Linked DNA regions of Mus musculus: region 2 is linked to region 1. The links are chromatin contacts, called in public Hi-C maps. All regions are on one chromosome and are shown on one strand. The core of a region is the stretch at or near the end of the contact, and the rest is flanking DNA. Distances in the headings are between cores, read along the strand shown. Region 1 holds the start of Lgi3 (leucine-rich repeat LGI family, member 3). Region 2 overlaps Slc39a14 (solute carrier family 39 (zinc transporter), member 14).

Evidence for each region. Hi-C and Micro-C count contacts between places; a contact is called where the count stands out from the background.
Region 2: a Hi-C map of embryonic fibroblasts shows a contact between it and region 1, with 4 times the contacts expected there. The contact joins the enhancer-like site here to the promoter of Lgi3 in region 1. A contact is called at or near these places in 1 of 39 promoter capture datasets (neural stem cells), 10 of 484 Hi-C or Micro-C datasets (the HL-1 cell line, the N1E-115 cell line, cerebral cortex and 5 more), 2 of 115 datasets of contacts at active chromatin or transcription factors (embryonic stem cells and pancreatic cancer cells) and 1 of 9 other capture datasets (pancreatic islet).

The regions. Positions count from the first base shown.
Region 1 is chr14:70,529,564-70,534,573 of GRCm38.p6, forward strand. Lgi3 (leucine-rich repeat LGI family, member 3) reads left to right here and starts at 1,258. Exons shown (of 8, transcript NM_145219.4): 1 at 1,258-1,707; 2 at 2,505-2,576; 3 at 3,212-3,283; 4 at 3,614-3,685; 5 at 3,782-3,853; 6 at 4,806-4,975. The coding sequence starts at 1,502.
Region 2 is chr14:70,306,780-70,311,712 of GRCm38.p6, forward strand. Slc39a14 (solute carrier family 39 (zinc transporter), member 14) reads right to left here. Exons shown (of 10, transcript NM_144808.4): 6 at 4,077-4,196; 7 at 3,304-3,492; 8 at 2,979-3,186; 9 at 1,871-2,055; 10 at 1-33. Among named protein-coding and RNA genes, the nearest start is that of Ppp3cc, 20 kb to the left of the region's middle. Within about 2 kb of position 2,517, at least 61 of the 459 cell types and tissues checked have an H3K27ac peak or open chromatin away from gene starts, as enhancers often do. A contact at or near this core is called in the HL-1 cell line, the N1E-115 cell line, embryonic fibroblasts and 2 more, where this site is marked.

The DNA of each region.
Region 1 (5,010 bases), core at 8-2,507:
CCCAACCGTAAAATGACATTCGTTGCTACTTTGTAACTCAAACCCAGGTCCTTGTGTGCACTACCCCTAAACTATATTCCCAGACTTCTATATCTTTAACAAAAACCACTGCATCCATTTATTTATTTAATTATTGATTTGTTTGTTTGTTTTTTGTTTGTTTGCTTAGGTATGGTGGTGCCTCAGCATGCATGTGGAGATCAGAGAATAACTTCTGCCACTTAGTTCTCTCCTTCCGCTATTTGGGTCCTAGGGGCTGAACTCAGGTCCTCAGGCTCGGGGGGGAGGGGGGGCAACCTGCTGTGCCATCTTGCCAACCCACACGCCTTTGCCTTTTTAAACAAAAATAGCTGTAGGAAGAAATGTTGCTGTTATAATTCTTTTTTTTTTTCAAATCTCTTTAGTCTGAGATTTCATCAAACACTCTCCATGTAGCTCTGGAAAATTCCAGAGTACTTTTTGTGGCAACATGGAAGTGCAATAGACAAATAATGTCCTTCTTAGGTAAAGTATGTTGACCTCGGGGACTCCGTGGAAGGCTCTCAAGGAGCTTTGGACTCTAGAGTTACCCTTTGAAGAGCACTGGTGTAGAAAGATTGCTGTGAACTTGAAGTTGAGCTTCTGGGCCTAGGGCTACACTTTCCTTATCTGTAGATGGAAATTAATGTCCCTTCCCTCCAAAGGGCCAGCCAATTAACCGTGCCAAGTACACAGTAGAGATAGGGAGTTTGGCAGCTTTTTGCTTTCTTGTAGCCTCAGTTTCCTTATTGATGAAACAAAGACCTGAGCTGGAGCACCCCCAAGGCTCTTCCAACTCCAACTGTGGCCGTGCAGTGTGAAACGGTCCACACTTCCCACTCCGGCGGTTACCCTTTCCCTTTTCAGCTCACAGGCACAAAAGCACGCTGTGTTCCTCAGCTGATGCAAACAAGCTCGCACCCCCAAGCTCCCAATCTCTCATGCCAACCTGGATGTACATGAGTCACTTGCGACATACCCCTTAGTTCTACGCCCCCTCACAACCAAGACACACACACAGGTGCACCGTAGGTCCACAGATCCATGTGCACCCTGCATAGACACAATTCTTATACAAATGCATTCTCTGCACACACAACTCTGGAGATCAGACACAGAGCCTGGTGGCCTGGTAGGGCACGCTGCGGACGGGTGCAACCACTCCATCCTTTGGCTGCTCTCCCGCGGGCGCCGGGCCTGGGCCTCCCCGCTCCGCCCCCACGCGCGCCCCCGCCGCCTGCGCCGCAGTCCGCGTCCACCAGCCCCGGCAGCCAGTAGTTGCGGTCCCAGTTCCGCGCAGCGCTCCGGAGCTGAAAGGACTGCAATCAGCGCCCGAGGTCAGGAGGAATAGGTGGCGCCTAGAGAGCGGGTGGCACCAGAGTTGCGGCAGCCCGGAGGTGGAAGCTCTCGAGAGGGGCAGAACAGCCTGCAGGGAGCAGCGGGGCGCCGGCAGGCTGGTGTGGGGGGAGACCCTGCAGGAGTCATGGCCGGGCTACGAGCCAGGCGGGGCCCTGGGCGCAGGCTACTGGTGTTGTCCACGCTGGGTTTTTGCCTAATGCTGCAAGTCAGTGCCAAGAGACCTCCTAAGACGCCCCCCTGCCCACCCAGCTGCTCCTGCACCAGGGACACCGCCTTCTGCGTGGACTCTAAGTCGGTGCCCAAGAACCTGCCTTCAGAGGTCATCTCCCTGTGAGTGTCTACCTAGCCTTGGGGGTGGGGAAAGGAAAGAAGGCACAGAAAGCTCTGGAAGAGAGAAACCCTGCTCCTCTTTTGAGAGGATATGGACCAGGAGCACTCCCAGGTATCCTCAGAACTGGAGACTCCAGGCCCCAGTCTGCAGGGAGCGCTGCAATCTGTACAGCAGCCATAGCTTGGGTAAACCAGAATTCATGGCCAAGGATGAATCATCACCATCAGCAGCGCAATGAGACCTACTGTGTGTGGGTTGGAGGGAGTGTCTACAAGAGCATGCTGGCCCCACCCTGTGAGGTCACACCAAGGACAGAAAGCAGGACTAATAGCAGCAGGGGGAGGGGTGACAAGTATGCTTGCCCTCGTGGTACCTTGGCATGGACCAGACTCCTGCCACTGGGTCTGCTATTGTGCACACAGCTGGGCCAGCCTCACTTGCAGCAACTGGCCCATGACTCCCACCCCTTTGCCTGTGGGGCTAGAGAGACTGTGAGGTCCCCCTTCTTGCTGCCCCATCTCTCAGCAGCACCAAGACATTGTGGGTGTTGGGTAATGGTGCTGATGCTGGTAATGGAACCTGCTCTTGGCTGAGAGGGAAGGTGAGCCTCGGGCCACTGTCGCTTCTGGAGGCAGCAGGGGGAGAAGAATGGAGGACATTGAGTTTTGGGGAAGAAAGGGTAGCTGCAGGTGGGGGCTAGGGCTGCTGAACACAGAAGCCACTGCCCTGTCCACCTCTGTCCACAGTACAGGTCCTTCAGACACTTACACAGTCTTGGCTCCTGTGTTCCCTGCAGGACGCTGGTGAATGCTGCCTTCTCAGAGATCCAGGATGGAGCCTTCTCCCATCTGCCGTTGTTGCAGTTCTTGTATGGATAGCTTTGTGGAAGAGGGGGTTGGGGGGAACGTGGTAGAACCTGACAGATGCTGAACCTGGGTGAGAGTAGGTGGAGGGAGGGTTTGAAAATGCAGATGTCCCGATAGAAGCAGAAGGTGGAGTGACATGAGGTCAGGAGTCCGGGTAGCAGGGAAACTGCACACAGAAGCCAAGAGAGGGGGATATACAGAGCATTAGACTCCACTTCTCTAGGGGGTCTAGGGAGTTGGGTTGAAATGGCCTGGCCCAGTGCCAGAACCTGGACACTTCAGAGGAGAGGGTTGTGCTAAACACAGGTGAGCCCAGGGGTCAGAGTTCGGGAGGCATGGTGGACAGCTGTCGGTGCAGGGCTAGGGTGAGTTAAGGTGAGGATGAGAAGACTGGACAAGGAGATGCCATGGAAGTGGGCCAGGAGCCAGCTCGGCAGGATAACGTTGCCTCCCACCATATTCAGGAGCTAACAGGGATCTTGGGGCATGGAAACAAGTTCACACCCGGCCTTGCTGACCAGGGGTCCTGAGGGATGAGGGAAGGGCAGCCAGGTCTTGAGGAAGCTCACGGGTGAGGCAGTAGGCATGGGCAGCAGGCACACCCTCACAAAGTCTAATTCCTGCTTTGTCTTCCCAGGTTACTCAACTCTAACAAGTTCACACTGATTGGAGACAATGCCTTCATAGGACTGTCGCACCTGCAGTACCTGTGTGTGGGAGGGAAGGGTCAAGGGCAGGGTGGAAGGAGGGGGCCCAGTCCCTAGTGGGATGGGAGGGAAAGTGCAGGGGGAAGGCTGGGAGTGGGGTGGGAGGGACAAGCCCTGAGTGCCCTGACTGTAGGATGGGCAAGGGGGTCATTTCTCTCATGCCCCTGTCATCTTGCCTAATACCCCATCACTACTACGGTGTGACATTATTGCACATGTGGAAGCCTGTCACTGGCTCCTGTGCATCTGGCCTGAGATGTAAGGAAATCACCACTGGGGGGATGGTTTTGGGACTCTGAGTGGCAACTAAGTCAAGCTGTTATTTTCTCCAGCTTCATAGAGAACAATGACATCTGGGCTCTCTCCAAGTTTACCTTCAGAGGACTGAAGTCCTTGACACACCTGTGAGTACCTGACACCTGTACCCACATGGGACTGGAGACCCTGTGACCTCTGGATTTGGTCACGATCTTTAAGTGATCCCAGGCTCTTTCTTGCAGTTCTCTGGCCAACAATAACCTGCAGACACTGCCCAGAGACATCTTCCGTCCCCTGGACATCCTGAGTGACTTGTAAGGCCTGAACCCTGCCTCTTCCCACAATGCCACAGAGGGCACACCCTTCTGAATCCAGTCCCGCAGAGAGCATACCCCTGGAGGGAGAGGTGTGGGGTCAGGGTTAGGGTGCTCAGAGACGGGGAGGACTTGGGTTTGAGGGCTTCGTGAAGGTGAAGTCAAGTTAGATGTAACTAACTGAGAGCCTTCCAAACTGGGATTCTTCAAGGACCACACAGCCTTTCTCAAATGCACATTAGATGTGTAGGGTAAACCTGTGTGTTTGTTTGAATGTTTGGTTGATTTGAATTAACATTAAAGAACGCAAGCATATCTGCAGCCATTTGCTATTATTTACATCAAAATAAGTTAAGATAAAATGGAAGCTCCTGAATCCTGAGGAAGAGGGATGTGACATAGAGTGGGATAGGTTGCCCATTGCAAAAAGTGCCTGCAAGTGTACAGGCCTGGAATCTCAGCTACTCAGGAGGATGAAGCATAAGGGTCAGAAACAGTAAAAAGTTGCCTCCTGCCGGGCGGTGGTGGCGCACGCCTTTAATCCCAGCACTCGGGAAGCAGAGGCAGGCGGATTTCTGAGTTCGAGGCCAGCCTGGTCTACAAAGTGAGTTCCAGGACAGCCAGGGCCATACAGAGAAACCCTGTCTTGAAAAAAACAAACAAACAAACAAACAAACAAACCAAAAAAAAGTTGCCTCCTGATTAAGAAGTAAAAACAGGGCTGGTGATGTAGAGCCTAGAATGTGCACAGTCCTGGGTTCCAATCCCCAGCGTTACAAAAATTAAAATTCTAAGTTAAGCAGGGCATGCAGAGACTTAGGCAGATGCTGTGGGGGCCTGGTCCAACCTAGCTATGTGTGAGCCTTCCATGGCAGCTTCTGAAGGCCAGGTAGGCTGGTGGGCAGAGCAGCTAAGGGTCTGCCCCGCTCTGTGTCCCGCCCTCACAATCCAGAGACCTCCGGGGCAACGCACTTAACTGTGACTGCAAGGTAAAGTGGCTGGTGGAGTGGCTGGCACACACCAACACCACGGTGGCTCCCATCTACTGCGCCAGCCCGCCCCGCTTCCAGGAACACAAGGTGCAGGACTTGCCTCTTCGAGAATTCGACTGCATCACCACTGGTAGGATGTGCCTCCCCTCCGGCTGAAGGCCACCC
Region 2 (4,933 bases), core at 1,267-3,766, 220 kb before region 1:
ATCCTCCTGGCAGACTTCATTCATCTCAGGGAACTGAGAAGGAAGAGAAAAAAATGAGTTACAGATTCTGTTAACATTGTCCCAATCACTGTGATGTCTGGTTCTCAAGTGGTGGACCGTATTTTTGGAAGGATGTTTTTGGTAGTTCTGGGGACTTTTCTGGAGTTAAGGAGGTCACTGGGGGGGAGGGTGTTATCTTTGACCATTCTCTGTAGCTCTCAACAATATGGCTGCCTAAACAAGACCCAAACAATGCAGACACCAGATGATGTGTCAGCGTGGGCTGGGGAAACCTCACAAAGCCCCGCCCCTAAATGAAGAGTTATAGACAATTAGTTAGTGACTACTCAGATGCAGAGAAGCCAGTCTTCCTCAGGGATAAGCTCCCTGATTGGGAATCCAGTACATATGTACAGACGAGCAACATCAAATGGACTTGGAAGTTTGTATATTATATATATGTGTGTGTGTATGTGCATTCTTTTTTTTAAAAGATTTTTATTATTATTTACTTCATGTATATGAGTACACTGTAGCTGTACAGATGGATGTGAGCCTTCATGTGGTTGTCGGGAATTGAATTTTTTAGGACCTCTGCTCATTCTGGTCAACTCCGCTCACTCAGTCCCTGCTTGCTCTGACCCTAAGGTTTACTTATTATTATTATTATATTATATTATTATATTATATTACATAAGTCACCGTAGCTGTCTTCAGACACACCAGAAAAGGGCGTCAGGTCTCATTACAGGTGGTTGTGAGCCACCATGTGGTTGCTGGGATTTGAACTCAGGACCTTCAGAAGAGCAGTTAGTGCTCTTACTTGCTGAGCCATCTTGCCAGCCCTATATGTGTATTCTTATATCTCTCAATAATAATTAGAGAGAAAAGACTGTGCATTTGAGAGGGAGCAAGGTGGTGGTGGGGGCCACAGGAGTTGGGGGGAGGTAAATGATATAAATACAGCACTTATATATGAACTTATTAATTAAAACTTAAAAGGACATCCATAAGGTTACCATTAACTTGTGGTAGACAAAAGTCTAAGTGATGCCTTTTCTTTCTCACTCCCTCTTTTCTTTCTGTCTACACAGCACACCTTTTCCATCAAACTGAAATAAGGACCCTAGCCTGAGTATGGTCAATTTTCTATAGTGAAATGCTAATAGAGAGACCAAAGTTCTCCCTTTAAAACCCAATGACTTCTGGGTATAGTAGTTTACACCTGTCTGCCCAACATCTGGTGGGTAGGGGCAGGGCTGCAATGACTTTGAGACCAGCCTGGGCTACAGAGTGAGACTCTTGTCTCATGCAAACCCAAACAAAAACCCCGAATGCTGCATTGAAAAGGTCAGATTATTATATCATTTTAGATTTAAAAAATTTATTCGATGCGTGTATGCTATATGTAGGTGCTTTAGCTGCCTGTATGTCTGTGTACCACATGGATGCTTGGGCCCTTGTGGAACACAAGAAGTAGGATCCCCTGGGACTGTAGCTAGGAATCAAACCTGGGTTCTCTTCAAGAGCAGCCAGTGCTCTTAACAGCTGAGCCATCTCTCTAACCCTGAATTGTTACTTCTTAAAATCAGTGAATTGGGTTGAGTGTGAAAGAGACTTCAATAAAGCCAATACAAAAAACAAAATCTTGGGCTGACAAGATGGCTCCGTGTGACAGAGCATTAGGTGCCTAGTCCCATCTTAGGAACCCATGACATAAAGAGAACCAAGTCCCACAAGTTGTTTCCCATGAGAATTATCACGCATCTACACACATATCAATGTAAAGAATTAAAAACCAAACACACCCGAACGTGTGGCCTTTAGCTGCCCTCCTGTCCAAGAGGCAACCAGAAACCACAGCACTTACCATATCGGCTAGGGCAATATACAAGAACATTCCTCCAGCCAGTGCAAAAATCCAGTTTGCAGAGAAGTGGCTGCCAGCCAGGATGCCAAAGGCCAGACCCAAATAGCAGCAGCAGGCAGAGAGGAAGTTGAAGAAGAGAGCCTGCTGGATGCTCATGCCAGCATTGAGCAGGATGACGAAGTCTCCTGCAATGGCATGAGAACAGGAAGCGGGCTGAGTCAGGACGCACGACACTAATGAATGGGACTGCTTCAGCTACGGGTGAAGCATGTGCGGGTGAAAATCTCATTCTCAGGTGGTATTGGGATAAAGGCACACCCATCTTCCAATCCTGGCCATGACCTCGCAGCACAGAGGCTGCAAAGCCCTCATAGACTTCTGGAAGAACATAAGCAACCAGCACCGGCCTCATCGCTCCCCACACAGAGGCTGAAAATAATCCACAGGACTTTAAATGTCTATAACCAACCAGCAACATCCTCACTTCTTTTTTGACTGATGGTGAAATGAAAATAGCTCCCTGTCTCCTAACGGATGGCACGGTCAGGACCAGACTTGAGAGAGGGAGAAATTAGTGCTCAAGCCAATAAATGCCAAAGTTAGGAGCCCGTGTTGTCACTGGGTCCTGAGTCATGGCTTCTTAGACTCCCTTGATAAAACTACACGCACCCCTAGGCGCTGGCTTTTCTGCTTCATTCACATGACATGCTTTCTAGCTTCTACAGGATGCAGGACATAAAGAGGGGATCTTTACTGAGTAGCCACAATACTGTGTGGCACCTGGCAAGTCCTTTTCAACATTTGTTTGCCTATAATCCCCTTGATGATTCTAAAAGGCAGGTGTAGGTATTAATCATGCTATACAGGTGGGAAAATTAAGCCACAGGACACAGGGCTCATGGGATAAAAATCTCCCTGTAAGAACCTCTATAGTTCTAAGCTATGCTCCACTGTTATAATTCCAGAGTTAGCGAGACAGGGCGTTAATTCAGTGAGTGCTGTGGTGGAGGTGGGAGGAGCAGCAGGGATGTGATGCAAGAAGGGTGTCTCGGTGTCTCAGACAAAAACTGAGACAGCTGGAACACGGGGACAGGGACTAAGCACTCACCCAGCTCATGAGGGAATTCCTCACAGAGAATGGCCACTGACGTGCTGATGCCTTGGAAGACAGACACAGTGAAGGAGGCACCAATAGCCAGGCCATCGATGAAATTGTGGAGCCCATCGCTCAGGGTGATCATCCAGGCCAAGGTCCCGATATCAGAGTAGCGGACCCCCTTGAGCCAGTAGCAAGCACTCTGGGATGCCTGCAGGTCCTATGAGAAAGGACACACCAGTGGACTTCAGGTTACAGAGTGACCTCCGGAGAGCCTGACTCACAAAGGCGTGGCTTCTGTGTCGAGGCTTCCCCGGGGGCACTCAGGGCTGCTGACCTGCACAGACATGGAGTTGACAATGACCTTCTCGTCCGTGCCAGGCGCCTTGCCATCCAGCTCGCTGTTGCAGTGCTGAGGGATCATGTGATCCAGGTCCCCGTTCTGTAGCTTCTCGGTCACACCCTCCTCCTGGTCCTTCTTGGAAGGAAGTGTCTCGGAGGTAAAATGGTTATGCCCGTGATGGTGCTAGGGTAGGAAGAGTGAGCAGTGTTACTGATCAAAACTGCCAGCCCAGCCCAGCCCAGCCCAGCCCAGCCCAGCCCAGCCCAGCCCAGCCCAGCCCAGCCCAGCCCGGCGCCCACCACTTGGAGGAAGCACGCCAAGGCTGGGGAAGAGCTTATTCCTATATCCAAGGAAACTGAGCAGGTCACACACAGGGACGTAGAGAAATTGGTATAGCCGGTGGCAACACATACAAAGACAGGGACTTTCTAGTAGGCAAAGAAGTCTCCTGCTGTCACCCAATCCAGTGAGGTGACCACTACTCTAAGTTCTTAGGTTGCTCTTTTAAGATGGCCACTTCATTCAACTCTAACAGGCAGTGACCCCATGCCAGCGACAGGAGGCCTCTTATACAGGAGCTACACCAGTCAGAGCTGTTCCTGGATGCTTGTAACCAAACCTCTTTACTGTCCTCTATAGAGAGAATGCCAGGCTTGCTCTGCAAGCGCCGTCACGCGCTGCTACACCCCACCGACCCACGTCAGCACTTTTGTTTTCGAGGTTAGGGTTTTCCACTGGATAGGTCATCATTAACAACTGGGCCTCACCTCGTTTTTCTGCTTCAAGAGCATCTTCAGGATCTTTTCTGTGAAAAAGAAAAGGTAGAAACCCCCAAACACCACTGCAGACTTGGAGACGTAATTGTCCTGAGGGTTGAAGCCAAAAGCCTGTGGGCGCAGGAAAACAGAATGAGTTTACAAACATAAGCCTTCAGCGGCTCTCATCTGCTTACCACTCTCCACTCTGGGAGACGGGCAGTCTGCTGGCTGCCCATTCTCCGGCCAGCAGAAACCTAGCCTCTGCATTCCCCTGACTCGCCAGCACTAGCCTGGTGCCTGCATATTCTCTTTGGATACAAAAGGCAGGCTGTCTTTAGGCTTTTCTGATCCTGGGCATTTGGATCCAGGACCTTGGGTTTGCTAGGCAATCACCTTACCACTAAGCTACATCTCCAGCTCTTAGGGTTTTATTATATGTATTTTACATTTACTTAACTTTTATTTATGTGTACGTGAATGTGTGCGTTTGCAAATATGCATGTAGGTGGCTGAGGAGGCCAGAGGAGGGTGCCAGTTCACCTGAACCTGGAGCTGTAGGCACCCACCCGGGAGCCATGTGCACGCTGGGAGCCAAACCCTGGGCCTCGGGAAGAGCGGGAAGAGCGGCAAGCATTCTGGGTCGCATGATAGGCAGGAACTACCATGGCCACTTGGCTTGCTTGCTTTCTTTTTCTTTTCTTTTTGACTAGGTCTCACTACATAGACCAAGCTGTCCTCAGACTCACAGAGGTCAGCCTGCCTCTACCTCCCCAGATCTGGGGATTAAAAGGTGGTTGTCTCCTTTTAATGAGGACGCTGTCTTAATCTCTGTTAGTGCTTAGCCACAAAAGCACTTAGTCAGCAAA